2 separate regions of the Pan troglodytes genome follow, and region 2 is linked to region 1. A link is a contact called in public Hi-C data. All regions are on one chromosome and are shown on one strand. The core of a region is the stretch at or near the end of the contact, and the rest is flanking DNA. Distances in the headings are between cores, read along the strand shown. Region 1 overlaps ULK4 (unc-51 like kinase 4). Region 2 holds the start of TRAK1 (trafficking kinesin protein 1).

What was found. A called contact is a pair of places that touch in the nucleus more often than the background predicts.
Region 2: a contact with region 1 is called in a Hi-C map of stem cell-derived neural progenitor cells, with 2.4 times the contacts expected there. The contact joins the promoter of TRAK1 here to the enhancer-like site in region 1. A contact is called at or near these places in 1 of 7 Hi-C or Micro-C datasets (stem cell-derived neural progenitor cells) and 1 of 1 datasets of contacts at active chromatin or transcription factors (stem cell-derived excitatory neurons).

What each region holds. Positions count from the first base shown.
Region 1 is chr2:45,905,654-45,913,275 of NHGRI_mPanTro3-v2.0_pri, forward strand. It overlaps ULK4 (unc-51 like kinase 4), which reads right to left. Exons shown (of 38, transcript XR_010155167.1): 13 at 5,309-5,413; 14 at 3,015-3,075; 15 at 1,402-1,583; 16 at 97-143. It also overlaps the pseudogene LOC112208815. Among named protein-coding and RNA genes, the nearest start is that of ULK4, 65 kb to the right of the region's middle. Within about 2 kb of position 4,893, at least 4 of the 24 cell types and tissues checked have an H3K27ac peak or open chromatin away from gene starts, as enhancers often do. A contact at or near this core is called in stem cell-derived neural progenitor cells, where this site is marked.
Region 2 is chr2:46,025,240-46,032,861 of NHGRI_mPanTro3-v2.0_pri, forward strand. It overlaps TRAK1 (trafficking kinesin protein 1), which reads left to right and starts at 4,985. Exons shown (of 17, transcript XM_054680574.2): 1 at 4,985-5,134. It overlaps LOC134809438 (a long non-coding RNA gene), which reads right to left and starts at 4,609. Exons shown (of 2, transcript XR_010155168.1): 1 at 4,359-4,609; 2 at 3,309-3,977.

The DNA.
Region 1 (7,622 bases), core at 3,643-6,142:
GATAATTATTTAGGACTCTGCTTTTGATAAATATGTGCTCTGTAACTACTTAATAAAGTCATGAAAAATAATTTTTAAAATATAAACGTTACTTACATATCCCAGTTTGGAGCTATCCGCAAATGCTGGATTAGCAATTGGAACTAGAATAAGAAATTTAAATGCAAAGAAAAGAAAAAATTAAAATGTTTAAGTCACAAAACACAGAAAATGACAGCAAAGTTAACAGCTCAGGACTTTATACAAAGGAAATTTACACTGTACACCAAAAATGGTATTTACTAAATTACAAAGGCACTAGTATACGAATAAGATTAAAATAAAAACTAAGAACAGTATTTTTAGTTTCTCCTACCACTTTATATTCGCTAAATGACTGCCCTTACCTGATAGACACACACCAACTATCAAAAAAAGTAACCTTAATACTATCCTGGAAGCAAATGAACTTAAATTTTTTCAAGCCAATTCCCAAATGAGGGACCACTATAGAAAACACCTCCGAACCACTGTAATTCCTCTCTGAGGATGACTTCAAAAACTCTGGCAATCGATGCTTAAACATGAGCCAAAAGAAACAAAAACCAAAAAAACTCTGACAAATTCCCTTGAGCTTACCAATAGACCAAGAAAGTCCAAAAAGTAATATTCCCAGGGGAAGAGGAAAAAAAAATGTCTTAGAGGATTGATGTCTTCCTTCAATGTCACATCAGAAACCCTGCAGTTTACCAGATGACCCAGTAAAGGAACCGACACCCCCAACCCATTCCACATGGGGAGTTCATTCCAGTCACTAATGAGAAGGTAAAAGGTCTGTCTTATGATATCACCTTTTTTTATTTTTATTTTTTGAGATGGAGTTTCACTTTTTTTGCCCAGGCTGGAGTGCAGTGGTGCGATCTCAGCTCACTGCAACCTCTGCCTCCCGGGTTCAAGTGATTCTCCTGCCTCAGCCTCCCAAGTAGCTGGGATTACAGGAGTGCACTGCCACACCCAGCTGATTTTGTACTTTTAGTAGAGACGGGGTTTCACCATGTTGGCCAGGCTGGTTTCGAACTCCTGACCTCAGGTGATCCACCCACCTTGGCCTCCCAAAGTGCTGGGATTACAGGCGTGAGCCACCGCGCCCAGCCTGATTTCAGATTTTTTTTTTAATCTTACAAGTTAACATAAAATGGAAACCTGAGTATTACAAACAAACAAACAAAACAAGTTCAAAATCACCATCTACTGTCATCTACTTTAGGACCTAAGGATTAAGCAGAGGATAATTTTCATAAACCTAAAATCGTGATAAATCAGTTTTTTCGTGGTAGTTAAATCAAACTGATATTTTAGCACTTGTTTGAGCCTCTATAAAAACACAAATTAAAATGCATAAGGCATGTCACAGAGGCCTACCAGGGGGGAATGGAGGAGCCTGGTGGCCACCTCCTGGTGACCAGCCACCACGCACAAATAGCAAAGGAGATTCAGCTTGGCTCGGGAGGCCCCCATGCTCTTCTCAGTGGAGTCGATCTGCGAGCACACTTGTTGCAAAAAGTCATTCCAATCTTGATCTTTCAGAAATAATAACTTATCCACTGCCATGGAAAGAAAATAATAAAAGTACATATGATGAGAAAAAGAACTGCTGGAAACATTACATAAGAAATAAACACAGAATTACAACAGCTAAGATGAGGACAAACATTACACTGTCAAAACCAAAAATACTCCAAAGATGACACTATTTTTATTCGTCCTTCTATATTCCTAATCTCTTTATCTATCCACGGAAACTTTCTAACCACTTCAATGGAAAACTATACTTTCAAATAAAGCAGATGTCTAAAGCAGAACTGTCCCACAACCTACACTATAACAAAATACAAAGTTCAATACAACTGGAGTAAAAGACAAAAGAGCCTTTGTATAAATAAATCAATTCTCAAATATTGAGAAAAGCACAACTCCTACAGTTCTTAAAAAGTTCCAATTAAATTATTGTAAAAAAAATAACGAGAATAACATGATAGCTAAAAATCACCTGAAATTCCTACCTCCAAATCCCTATACAAAAAAAAGGCAAAATCTAGGAAATGTGATACCCCCTAAAATTAACATATTTTTGGCTGATCTCTATCTTTAGACAAAATAAATTGTAAATATAATCTCCTAAATAACTCAAAGAAGAAAAGGGAAATAGTATTTCCAGGTAATAATTCTCTAGGTTTGCGTAAATAGTCCTACTTGGCACTGAAAGCACTATTAATAATACTTTGCTTCACTTGGCCTTTCAAAAACGTCCTTCTACACAGTTTCTTTTTTGTTTTTATCAGTAATTAAGTTGACCAATATAAACCCTTAGCTGGTTTATTTAAACCTAAATATATTTTAAATTTACTTCAAATCATAGATTCTACTCTAGCCACGATGAATAATTCTCCCCAAATCGAGTTTAACAGCTTAAAATATAATTTGTTAAACAAAAAAACCAATTTAAGGTATGTAAAAATTTCTGATGGTCACCCTAAATAAGACTTTCGTTAGCTCAACAGAAATGTAATAATTATCCCTTAAGTATCTCCACTCCCACACCACCTCCACAGTCATGAACCACCTAGTCCCATTCTCAAATGTCCTGGTCCCTCTAATAGAATCCCAATCCTTCATTGTTGTCCCCAACCCTGTGCACCTATACCAGCCATAAATGGTGGAAATTCAACCAGCTCTAAGAAGGGAAGGGAGGAGAAGACCTCCCACCCACTCTACAGGAAAACTTGCCCAGATCTACAGGAACCTCCCCACCCACAATAGGACTGGGCAGCCCAGACTCAGCTAAGAAATGTCAACAGCTGGCACAAATGAATTACAGATTGTTCGCAATTCGTGTAACACTGCCCCAAGAATATAGCCAATTGTCAAGACAAAATAAATTTAGTTATTCGCATATATTCTATTTGCAAATAAATTTCATATTTGTATCTGTATACAAAGAGTCTACATGTTCGATAAGTCCTTTATGATCCTACCTGAATATGTTGGTAGATGCAATATTTTTGCATCAAATTTAACTGGTGGCTGTTTCATTATCTGTGGTTAAAAAAAAAAGAAAGCTTTTGAGACAATTTTTAAGATGGATATCTGTCTCCTTATATGTCCCTTATGTCAGATAATAAATCAATGAGGACAAAAAAAGAATGTGCAAAATTTGTTACCAAAAAGAATAAGTACAATGACTTTTCGGATTAAAACACACAAATATAGATAATATTTTTTATAATCATTTCAACTGATATCTGTAATAAAATAAAGCTTCATAGAAAACATTCACTCCTATCTTGGCTTACTTTTTAGCTAATTTACCTCTAATTAGAAATTCAGTCATTCAACAAATATCTATTGGGTACCTGCCAAGGTAAGGCTCTATGCCAAGTGCTAATGGGGATACAAAGATATAAAAGACACAATCCTATTTTCAGAGAGCTGACATCCTAGTTGGGAAGATGAGACAAACATTCGATAAACAACAAAATATTTCACAATTCAAAACATGCAGGACATAACTACAGAGAAAACACTGGACAGAAAGAATTTTTTTGTAAATAGTAGTTTAGAGCATACAGCAAGCACTTTAGTTGATATAGTTAGGACTGGGTTTACAGAGAGGTAGATGGTGGGTTGAGGTCTTGAAGGATGGTTAATGGTTATATCAGAGAAGACACCACTCCAGGAAGCCATAATAGCATGAATTGGAAAGTGCACAATTATTAATCAAGTATTATGCCACTCCAATTACCACATTCTACTGCCCTCCAAAAGGAGGAACAGATAGGGATTATCCTGCCTGACTAACACTATACCAATTTTAATTCCCAGGTTTTGCTAACTATACTACAGACCTATAAGATGTGAACATTAAGAGCAGCTGGGCAAAAGGTATACAGGAACTCTCAATTATTTTTGAAACTTTTCTCTAAGACTAAAAGTAGTTAAAAATTAAAAGTTAAACACAAAAATTTCTACTGATTAAGGCTTCCCAGAAACTATCAAATATGGTTATAAGAGGGAAAAAAAGAAACACAGAATATCGTCTAAAGCAAGCCTGTCCAACCCGTAGCCCATGGGCTGCATGCAGCCCAAGACGGCTTTGAAAGTGGCCCAACACAAATTTGTAAACCTTCTTAAAACATTGTAAGATTTTTTTTGCAATTTTTTTTGTTTTTTTAGTTCATCAGCTATCGTTAGTGTATTTTATGTGTGCCCCAAGACAATTCTTCTTCCAATGTGGCCCAGGGAAGCCAAAAGATTGGACACCCCTGGTAAAGATAACACAAATTGTTCTAGAAAGCCCACGTTGAAAATGCCCCAATGCTCATCAAACTTAGCATAATAAAGTTACTCTGCCAGACATATGAACTCACAAAAAGAAGTAGCTCCATTATGAAAAATAGCTAAATAATCTATATGAAATGCTGTCTATCTAGAAAATAAATATGAATTCAAGAACCTTCATGGTCTAAACCACAGTAATGTTCCCAATGAGATAAGAAGAAAGAGTCACGAATTAATACAGAAAAAGACATTTAAAAATAAGAAAAAGAAGCAGGAAAATTAAAATAGAGAAAAAGTAGTGGAATGTGAGTATGTTGGGGAGCTGGAAGTCAAGACAAAACAGAGGGACTTAGAAATGAATTTGTTTTTTAAAGTAGATACTCATTATCCCCTAGCAAGAAAGTATTATATTCCAAAAGACAAGAAGCAAAAAAACTCACACTGGTTTAGAAGTACATTGTGAACTACGACTTCGCAAGCTCCCAGAATGTCTCCCCATCGTCTCCCCTGCAGTCTTAACAACCTGTGAGAGGGTAGGGCTTCTGTGTGATCTGCCTGCCCAGCCCAGCCTGGTAAGCAGTGCCCTCTGACTGCTTCTGCCTTCGAAATACATCAGAGACTAGAATATTTAGAGTGATTCACATTAGTGCATACGGAGAAACAAAAGGACTGAGAGCTAAGGTCTGAGGTCAAGAGGCTGGCAACCCCTCCATGGCATGTGGAAGAAAGCAGTAGTGAGAGGCAGCAGAGCTGACTCATTCAAAACAGAGGGGAGAAAACTTAGAACTCCAGTGAAGTGGAAGTGAAGGCAGAGGAAAGGGTTGCAGACAGAGGGGGAGCTGCAAATGCAGACATGCAGCACAAATGACACAGAAGCAGACAAGAGAAACAGGAAAGATTATACAGTAAATAATATTCTGAATGAAAATCTCATGCAGATTTCAGATCTCAGTAAAGTCTACAACTCAGTTGTTAGAGTGTCTTTCTGCACCTTTGGATTGTCGATAATGGGGGTGACAACAAGATCTGAGTCCATGTAGATAAGCTCTCTCATCTGGGATTCCAGGTCCTGCTGACTCAGGTGTCCACTTGTAATCTGAAATGAGAACAAAAATTAGACTTTGTTTCTGCGACTAATGTAGATCTTTAAAACACTGAACCAGTAAGATGCTGAGGAAGACACCACTGTAAAATATCACCTATATCAATGTACTTCAACTGCTATTCAAGATGGTTGCAGTCTCATTTGATTTTCACAAAAATCCTAAACTGTAGGCACCATCATTCCCATTTTACAGATAAAAATATAAAACTCTGAGAAAGTAACTGAATTGCTCATGTTACCACTAAGTCTGGCTAGGACTAGAAAAAATATCTTTACAATTCAATGTTCTAAACTGTGATGAGGCAAATTGGTTTTTCCATAACAGCATGGCTTCCTTTTTTTTTTTTTTTTTTTTTTTTGAGGCGGAGTCTCGCTCTGTCCCCCAGGCTGGAGTACAGTGGCGTGATCTCGGCTTACTACAAGCTCTGCCTCCCGGGTTCACGCCATTCTCCTGCCTCAGCCTCCCAAGTAGCTGGGACTACAGGCGCCTGCCACTGTGCCTGGCTAATTTTTTTGTACTTTTAGTAGAAACAGGGTTTCACCGTGTTAGCCAGGATGGTCTCGATCTCCTGACCTCATGATCCACCCGCCTCGGCCTCCCAAAGTGCTGGGATTACAGGCGTGAGCCACCACGCCCAGCCTTTTTTTTTTTTTTTTTTTTGAGATAGAGTCTCACTCCATCACACAGGCTGGAATGCAGTGGCACAATCTCGGCTCACCGCAACCTCTGCCTCCCGGGTTGAAGCAATTCTCCTGCTTCAGCCTCCCAAGTAGTGGAATTACTGGTGTATGCCACCATGCACTGCTAATTTCTGCATTTTTAGTAGAATCGGGGTTTCATCATGTTGGCCAGGCTGGTCTCAAACTCCTGGTCTCAGGTGATCCACCCACCTTGGCCTCCCAAAGTGCTGGGATTATAGGCGTGAGCCACGCGCCTGACCAACGGCTTTATTTTTCATTCACAGAATGTTAATCAATTTATTTCTGCTTTACAGAATATTCAATGTGAAATTGAAGCTGTAACATAAAAAAAATTTTCAGACTTAAATACAGACATGCTACCTAAGTATTAAACCTCAATTATTTATTAAGCCTAGTTAGAGTTGATACATAATGAAATGAATCAGCAGATATTCACCATCAGTTATTCCTTTGAGATGGTTCTTTGTGCTCTATTTAAACATAATTTGTATTCCTAGTGCTATGCCTCAGTATTTCCCAACAGGGAAAAAAAAAAGAGAGAGAGAATTTATGCTTAAGAACCTTAGAAGAAACAACAACTAGCAAACTAAATAAAATAGAAAAGTAAATCAGTGAAGTAAGGAATAAGGAAAATATATTACCCAAAACTGAGTGAGGAAGGGGCATGGATAAAGGAACAGAGGAGTTAGCTAAGAAAGTTCCTGGAAACCCAAGCTGCCCCATGCAACTCAGACAAAAGACAAGAAAACACAAAAAGAGGCTGGGTGCAGTGGCTTAGGCCTGTAATCCCAGCACTTTGGTAGGCCGAGGTGGGCACATCACGAGGTCAGGAGTTCGAGACCAGCCTGACCAACATGGTGAAACACTATCTCTACTAAAAATACAAAAACTAGCCAGGCATGGTGGCAGGCGCCTGTAATCCCAGCTACTTAGGGGGCTGAGGCAGGAGAATCGCTTGAACCTGGGAGGCGGAGGTTGCAGTGAGCCGAGATTGCGCCATCGCACACCAGCCTAGGTGACAAAGCGAGACTCCACCAAAAAAAAAAAGAAAAAAAAAAAAAAAAAGGCCCACAAAGAATGAAGAGGAAGTTTGTTTAAAACAAGAAAATCTAAGTTTAAGAACATGGACTTTCAATTAAAGAAAAAAAAAGATGGACTTTCATGGTAAAAAGACAGGGGTAAACTCACATTGCCAAAAAAAAAGATGGACTTTAAAGGCAAAAAGACAGGGGCAAACTTAACATTGCTGCTTGTTAATTATGTGCTCTTAGGGAAGATAAAAAAAGCTTTGTTTTCTTCATCTATAACAAAGATTAAAACAAACAAGCTTTCAGGTTTGTGAAGAATAAACACAAAGCACTTAAAACAATGCCTGGCACTGCTTGAGAGAAGACAGTGATAGTTAATGAAGACATTTAAATATATACATCATACTTGCTTCAGTGGAGAATGGATGGAGGGGAGCAATGGAGAACTGAGGGGACCAGTTAGCAGGTTA
Region 2 (7,622 bases), core at 3,735-6,234, 120 kb after region 1:
TCATTTTTTTTTTTATTTGAGATGGAGTCTCGCTCTGTCGCCCAGGCTGGAGTGCAGTGGTGCGATCTTGACTCATTGCAACCTCTGTCTCCCTGGTTCAAGAGCTTTTCCCGCCTTGGCCTCCCGAGTAGCTGGAACTACAGGCGTGTGCCACCACTCCCAGCTAATTTGTTTTGTATTTTTAGTAGAGACGGGGTTTCACCATGTTAACCAGGTAGGTCTGGAACTCCGGACCTCAGGTGATCCGCCCGACAGTGCTAGGATTACAGGTGTGAGCCACCTCGTCCCGCCCTTTTTTTTTTTTCTTTTTGTTTTTCTTTTTTTTCTGAGACAGAGTCTCGTTCTGTCGCCCAGGCTGGAGTGCAACTGCATGATCTCTGCTCACTGCAACCTCTGCCTCCTGGGTTCAAATGATTCTCCTGCCTCAGCCTCCCAAGTAGCTGGGATTACAGACATGCACCACCATGCCAGCTAATTTTGTATTTTTAGTAGAAACGGGGTTTCACCCTGTTGGCCAGGCTGGTCTTCAACAGAAGTTGAAGTGATCCTCCTCAAGTGATCTGCCTGCCTTGGCCTCCCAAAATGCTGGGATTACAGGCATGAGCCACCGCACCCAGACATTCTTTCTGTATCTATTGACGGGGCATCTATGAGTCAGGCACTGTTGTTGGTGCTGGGACTACAGCAATGAATAAACCTGGTGTCTGGCATCTTTTATATATGTCCCATGTTGTATCTTAGTTAGCTTTTTTTGCTCAGCATCTACTTTTTTTTTTTTTTTTTGAGACAGAGTTTTGCTCTGTTGCTCAGGCTGCAGTGCCATCGTTCAGTTATAGTTCACTGCAGTCTTGAGTTCAGGGGTTCATGCAATCCTCCTGCTTCAGCCTCTTGAGTAACTGGAACTACAGGCATATACCTTCATACTTCCATAGCCAATTTTTAAATTTTTCTTTTGTAGAGGTGGGGTCTTGCTATGTTGCTTAGACTGGCCTTGAACTCCGAGGCTCAAGTGATCCACCCACCTTGGCCTCCCAAAATGCTGAGATTACAGGTGTGAGCCACCACTCCTGAACTCAGCATCAAGTTGGCCAATGGGAGATAGGAACTGGTGGCTAAATATTTCCTCCTCTGTCTTACATTCTGCACAGTTCCTCAGGGGGCCTCAGTGGGACTAAGCTCCAGTTGTTTACAGAAATTTTATATCCTTCAATAGGCTTTCTTTCCTTCCTGTTTCATTCTTTCTGGTCCCAATTTCTTTTTCTACCCATATCCTATGGGATCATTTTCCAAAAGAAAGTATCTGCCCATGAGTCCTTCTCCAATGCTGCTTTTGGGGGGAACCCCAGCTAATATAGCTAGCCTTTTAATTGCTTTTGTTGGGTCACTTTCAACATTTCCACCTTGGGTCCCTGGATGCATTCTGGGTTCCTAATGGGTAGGGATCAGATATTCTATTTTGTATTTTCCCACAGTTACTAACGAGGGCCTGGCAAATGCAAGTAAACATAGATTAATTTCGATTTGATTCAACAAAAGGAAAGAATACAGTGGCTATCTGAGGCTCAAGGGAAGCCAGTTGCCTCTGTTGCAGCTACTTCTGCCTCATGCTGGATGAAGGGAGGACTTGCCAGGGCAATTACTGTTTTCCTTTCTTGTATCCATTCTGCTTCCCTCCCAGGTTCCTGTTCCACTGGCTTCCAGCAGCAGCAGGTCAGCAGCTGCTCCAAGTAGTTCATCAGCTCAGTCAGGCCCAGAACTGGGGCTGTCACTGGGGTCCCGCCTGCCATCTGCTTCCTCCAAGCTGAGAGTAGGAGAGGAAAACTGGTCCCTACTCCTCAGGGGCAGAATCCACATGCCTGTCATCTGGCACTACAGAACAAATCAGGGACTCCAAAGAATGAATGACTTCAAAATTTTCTACCAGCCTTAACTGAATCTCATAGATATAGGGAGTGACAGACAGCTGGTAAAGGTGTAAAGAAAGTAGAACATATTTGGCAGACAAGCAGTAGTTAACGGGTCTACCGCTAATTTGATGCTCCTGTGGACACACACTACTTTTCTGCCCACAGTTTCCAGAAAATGAGTAGGTTGGACTAGATGATCTCAAAGAACCCCCAGCTCTAGGATTGTTAAATTACAGAACTGGAAGGAATCTGATCGGTCAGTTATACTTCAAATAGTCTAATTTTTTTTTTTTCTTGAAAGCCTTCACTGTTGGTAACAGCACCATGTCTATTCTAGATCCACTATGAGAGCTCCAGCATATCTGCTCTGGCATGCTCCCTGATGGGCATGCCCATTTACATACAGTTTTTTTGTAATTAAAAATGATTTTTTTGTAATTAAAAATTGCATTGAGATAATGGTAGATTCACATTCATTTCTAAGAAATAATATATTTGGGCCAGGTGCGGTGGCTCATGCCTGTAATCCCAGCACTTTGGGAGGCTGGGGCAGGTGGATCACCTGAGGTCAGGAGCTCGAGACCAGCCTGACCAACATGGTGAAACCCCATCCCTACTAAAAATGCAAAAATTAGCCAGGCATGGTGATGCACGCCTGTAATCCCAGCTACTCAGGAGGCTGAGGCAGGAGAATTCCCTGAACCTGGGAGGCGGAGGTTGCAGTGAACCGAGATTGTGCCATTGCACTCCAGGCTGGGCAACAAGAGCAAAACTCCGTCTCGGAAAAAAAAAAAAAAAAAAATACACACACACACACACACACACACACACACACACACACACATATATATATATTTGGCCTAGTTTCCCCCAATGACAACATTTGCAAAACCTTAATATGATATCATAACTAGGATATTGACATTGATACAATTTACCTATCTTATTCAGATTTTCCCAGTTTTACTTGTACTCATTTGTGTGTATATTAAGTTCTAGATAATTTTATCACCTGTACTACCATACTCAAGATGTTTAACAGTTCCAAATTCACAAGGATCCCTTGTGTTGCCCTTTTATATCATACCTGCTTTCTTCCTACCTTACTTCATTCCCCAACTTGATGGATTTTTCCAAATCTTTTTATTTGGAAATAAGTTCAAACTTACAGAAATGTTCAAGTACACTCTATATGCTGATTCACTGATAATATGCACCTTACCTTTATTGCCCACTTGGCTTTATCATTTTTTCCTATCAAGATTTTTTTTTCCCCTGAATCATTTGAAGGTAAGCTGCATACATTATGACCTTTACCCTTTCAAGATACTTCAGTGTGTATTTCCCAAGAATTAGATATTCTTGTACATAATTACAGTGGAAGTTATCAACATCAGTACATTTAACATTGATCCAATACTTTAATCTCTTACATGGATTCTGATTTTGTCAGCTGGAATGTCCGTGATGTATTTCCCCTCCTCTAGCACAGGATGCAGTCTAGGATCAGGCATGGCATTTAGCTGCCCTGACTCTTTTGCACCCTTTAATCTGGAACATTTCCCAAGCTTTCTTTTGATTTTAATGACCTTGACATTTTTGAATAATACAGACCCTTCCTCTTTTTAATAGATGTTCCTCATTTTGGGTTTGTCCGATGTTTCATTATCATGATTCAGGTTATGCATTGTCCCCAGGAATACTGCATAGCTGATGTGGACATGATATCCATCTGCTCTCATTGGTGATGTAAATTTTGATCACCTGGTTAAGATGCTGTCTGCCTGCCTCTTTGTATAATTACTATTTCCGCTTTTGCTACTAACAGGTCTAAACCATCTATAGGGAGACACATCAACCCAGACAAATATCTGCCAGCCAGTAACAGCCCCCTAGAGTAAGCATTCATGGATGATTCTTGCCTGAGCCAATCTTCACTATACACTTGATGATCTCTTCAAGTCAAGTCTATGCCGGTATGAGAAATCAGGTTTTGCAGGGTTTAGTTTCCTTACATCTTTGGTTCTGGTCTGAGTCTTCTTCAAGTCCTCCCAATGTCCTCTATGACCCCTGGGTTGAAAAGAAGAAGTAGACTCAGTAGCCTCAACTGGAAATGAGATCATGTGGGTTGTTCCCCGTTAAACCATCCACAAGTGATTTGCATAATAGAGTGGCCTGTGAGCTCTTACTTCCTGGATCGGTTCCTGATCCCCTCTCTGCTGTCCGCCACCCCCCTGCCTGCCACCCTTTGGTGGCATCTTAGTCCAACAGCCAGTTCCATCCCCTCCAGCCTTCCCCCCGTCCCCTGCTCCATCCTCCCTCCATTTAAGCCTAAGGGCGGCTTTGCTAGGAGACAGCCCGTCCTGCAGGAACAGAACGCCTGGACTTCCACTGTGTTCACGACAATCAGCGCCCCGGGCCGCGGGGGTCCCATCCTTCTCTTAGACTCACTCTGGAAGGACCCCGAGAAGTGCTAGAAGTAATAAGCGCTCGGGGAGGGATGTGATCAGCTTTTCCGGATCCAGGTCTTTACCGGATACTTCTCTGTGCCCCACGGCGTGGGTAAAAGTGCAGGGGCAGCCGCGGGCGAGGAAGGCGGGGTGCGGCTCCAGGCGACTAGGACGTGGCCGGCGGGCATCCTGGAGGGCGGCCCGCAGGTGGCGGCGCGGGGCGGCGGGCGGGGCTGGGAAGGGGGAGGGCTCGGCGCGCGTCGGGCGGTGACGGCAGCGCGGAGGGGAGGTGCAAGCCGCCCGCTCGCGGGGGAGCCATGGCGAGAGGCCGCGCGGCGGCGCCCGCAACAGTGCCCGCGTCCGCAGCAGCGCCCCCGCCCGCCGCCCCGGGGCCCACCCGGCCGCCGCCCCCGCGCGCCCCGAGCCCTTGACGCCCGCGCGCCTAGAGCGAGGCGTCCCCCAGAGTGGGGCCGCGCGCGGGAGAGCCGGAGCGCAGCCTTAGCGTCCCCGAGAGTCTCGAACGCCCCGACGACCCCCGCGTCTCGGAACCCCGGACTCCGAGCCCAGGAGCGCCAGAGCGGCAGGCGGGCAGCAGGAGGCGGCGGCGCCAGAGCGGAGCCCCCGCGAGTGCCCCCGTGCCGCCCGGCCGGCTGCAGCGGAGGGAACCGGAGCCGCCGGGCGGCCGGGGCCGGGCCGAGAACGACGCGGAGGAAGCCCCCACCGAGGCCCCCCGGCACCGCGCCTGTTGCCGGGTTGCGCTCCGTGCACCTCTTGCGGGTAAGCCAGGGGTCCGCTCACCCGCGCCGCCTGCGCCTCGGGCCCAGGGGCTGGGGAAGGACACGGGTGTTCTGGGAGTGTCCGTGTGAGATAGTGGCGGCGTGAGAGGCCGGGCGCCGGGACCCTGCGGGGACAGCCCTCCTAATGCACCGGCCGCACCTGCAGGAGGCCTTCGGAGCCCGGAAAAGTGCCCCTAGGGCATCGTGTCGGCCACGCCGCGTGGCCTGGATTCCGCGCTCCGGCATTCCGAGGTGACAGTGAGGCGACCTTCAAAGAGCCTGGAGCTGAGCCAGGCCAGAGCGCGGGCAGCACCCCGATTCCCACTCACCCGCAAAACTTGATGAAAATGACATCATCTGAGCGTGTCAGAGAGCAGAGAGCCTTTAGAGCCCTCCTTTGCATCCTTGAGAGTTAACAAGTTTACTTTGTCACTTTCTTGACCTGATTTTTAAAGTTCTTTTCTAGTCTCCAAGGTCAAGCTCTTGCAGGTAAAAACAAATGTAATGAACTGTATCGTTTCTTCTTTTGTAAAGTTGTGTTTCAGGAAAGATGTTAAAAGTCGGCCTGCTCTTGAGGCTGGTGCTGGGTGCCCCTTCCGCGTTAAGCTTGCCTGTTTTAGAACCCGTGGCTGCACTTGTTCAGACACTGAAATTAGCGTCCGCTTTGAGAGCCTTCAGAGTATTCGTCGTTGGACCGCTGATTTTTTTTTTTTTTTTCTGATATGCTTCACTGGAACTTTATTTGCTTCAAAAGTGTAAACGTTGTCAATACTGTCTGTGAGTGTGTATTCGGGACTGGTAACCTTTTCTGGAGGGTCTTTTGTTTATCTGGAAGGGGAGTGGAGGTTACCATAGGGAAACGGTCTAGTTCCAGGGTCCTTTCCAATTTCCCACTACAAGAGCAGCGAAGAGGAAGGTGCTCAGACTAAGCTCTGATTAGCCCTGGAGCCAGTCTGCACTGGGGAGGGTCTCCCCAGATTGAGTGAAGGGACAACAGGCTGGGAGCTTGACTGGTAGGTTTGGAGAGTTGGACCTGGAGTGACAGATGGCGCCTTCCCCTCTGTCTCTCGGTTTGGAATGGTCATACTCGGTTGCTCTTTGATCTTGGACCTCAGCTTTGTCACAGAGGTTCCCAGGCCAGTGTAGCCTAAGCCAGCTGGAAAGCTGAGCCCGGCTCTGGGGGATGCTGAATCGGTTTAAAGCCCTTGTCTCAGGGCTGCGAGTTTGGCAACAGTTGGGTTTCAGCTTGGCCCCAGCACCAGCCGTTTCCTGTTTGATGCCCCAGGGACCAGTTTCCCATCCCCAGCGCTCGCTTGAGGGTGTCTCCACTCTGGCTGTGTTGCTTCTCCTTCCCTGTGGTCTTGGAGTGGGAAACCTGGACTGAAATTCCAACTCCTCTCTATTGGCTGTGTGACCTTACTTAATCTCTCTGTCCTGCTCTCCCCTCTCTGGGAGACAATGTTTTAAATGGAGGTGTCCGTAAAAGTTTGACTGAATGACATGGGAGCGTTTTCAGGTCTCCTTCCAACATGATTAGGTTTGTAATTTGGTAAGCTTTTTGAGCCCCAACAGGGATAATAAAGCATATAATAGTAATTATTGTTTTATAGGTTTATTATGAGGGTCAAATCAGGTAATATAAAAGAGCTTTGGGCCGGGCATGGTGACTTGTGCGTGTATTCCCAGCATTTTGGGAGGCTGAGGCAGGTGGATCACTTAAGGTCAGGAGTTCGAGACCAGCCTGGCCAACATGGTGAAACCCCGTCTCTACTAAAAATACAAAAATTAGCTGGGCATGATGATGGGCACCTGTAATCCCAGCTACTAAGGAGGGTGAGTCAGGAGAATAGCTTGAATCCGGGAGGCAGAGGTTTCATTGAGCCAAGATCCCGCCACTGCACTTCAGCCAGGGCGACAGAGCAAGACCCCATCTCAAAAACAAAAACAAAAACAAAAAACATAAAAATAAAAGGGCTTTCAAAAATAATAGAGCACTATTCACATTGAATGGAGTTCTTAAACTTTCACTTTCCAAACTAACAACACCTTAAGGTTTGCCATCTTAAGTGGACTTTGTTCCTGTCATTGCATTCTGGTTTTTTGTTTTTTGTTTTCTTTTTTTGAGTCAGAGTGTTGCTCTGTCATCGAGGCTAGAGTGCAGTGGTGCGATCTTGGCTCACTGCGGCCTCCACCTCACAGGTTCAAGTGATTCTCTGGCCTCAGCCTCCCGAGTAGCTGGGATTGCAGGCACCTGCCACCACGCCCAGCTAATTTTTGTATTTTTAGTAGAGACGGGGTTTCACCACGTTGGCCAGGCTGGTCTCAAACTCTTGACCTCGAGTGATCTGCTGGCTATGACCTCCCAAAGTGCTGGGATTATAGGCGCAAGCCACCACTCCCAGTCCCTGTCGTTGCATTCTGAGTCCCTGCCTCTGACCTTGTATATAGTAGGCCTCTGTAATTGTTTGGTGATTCTTGAATTAACCATC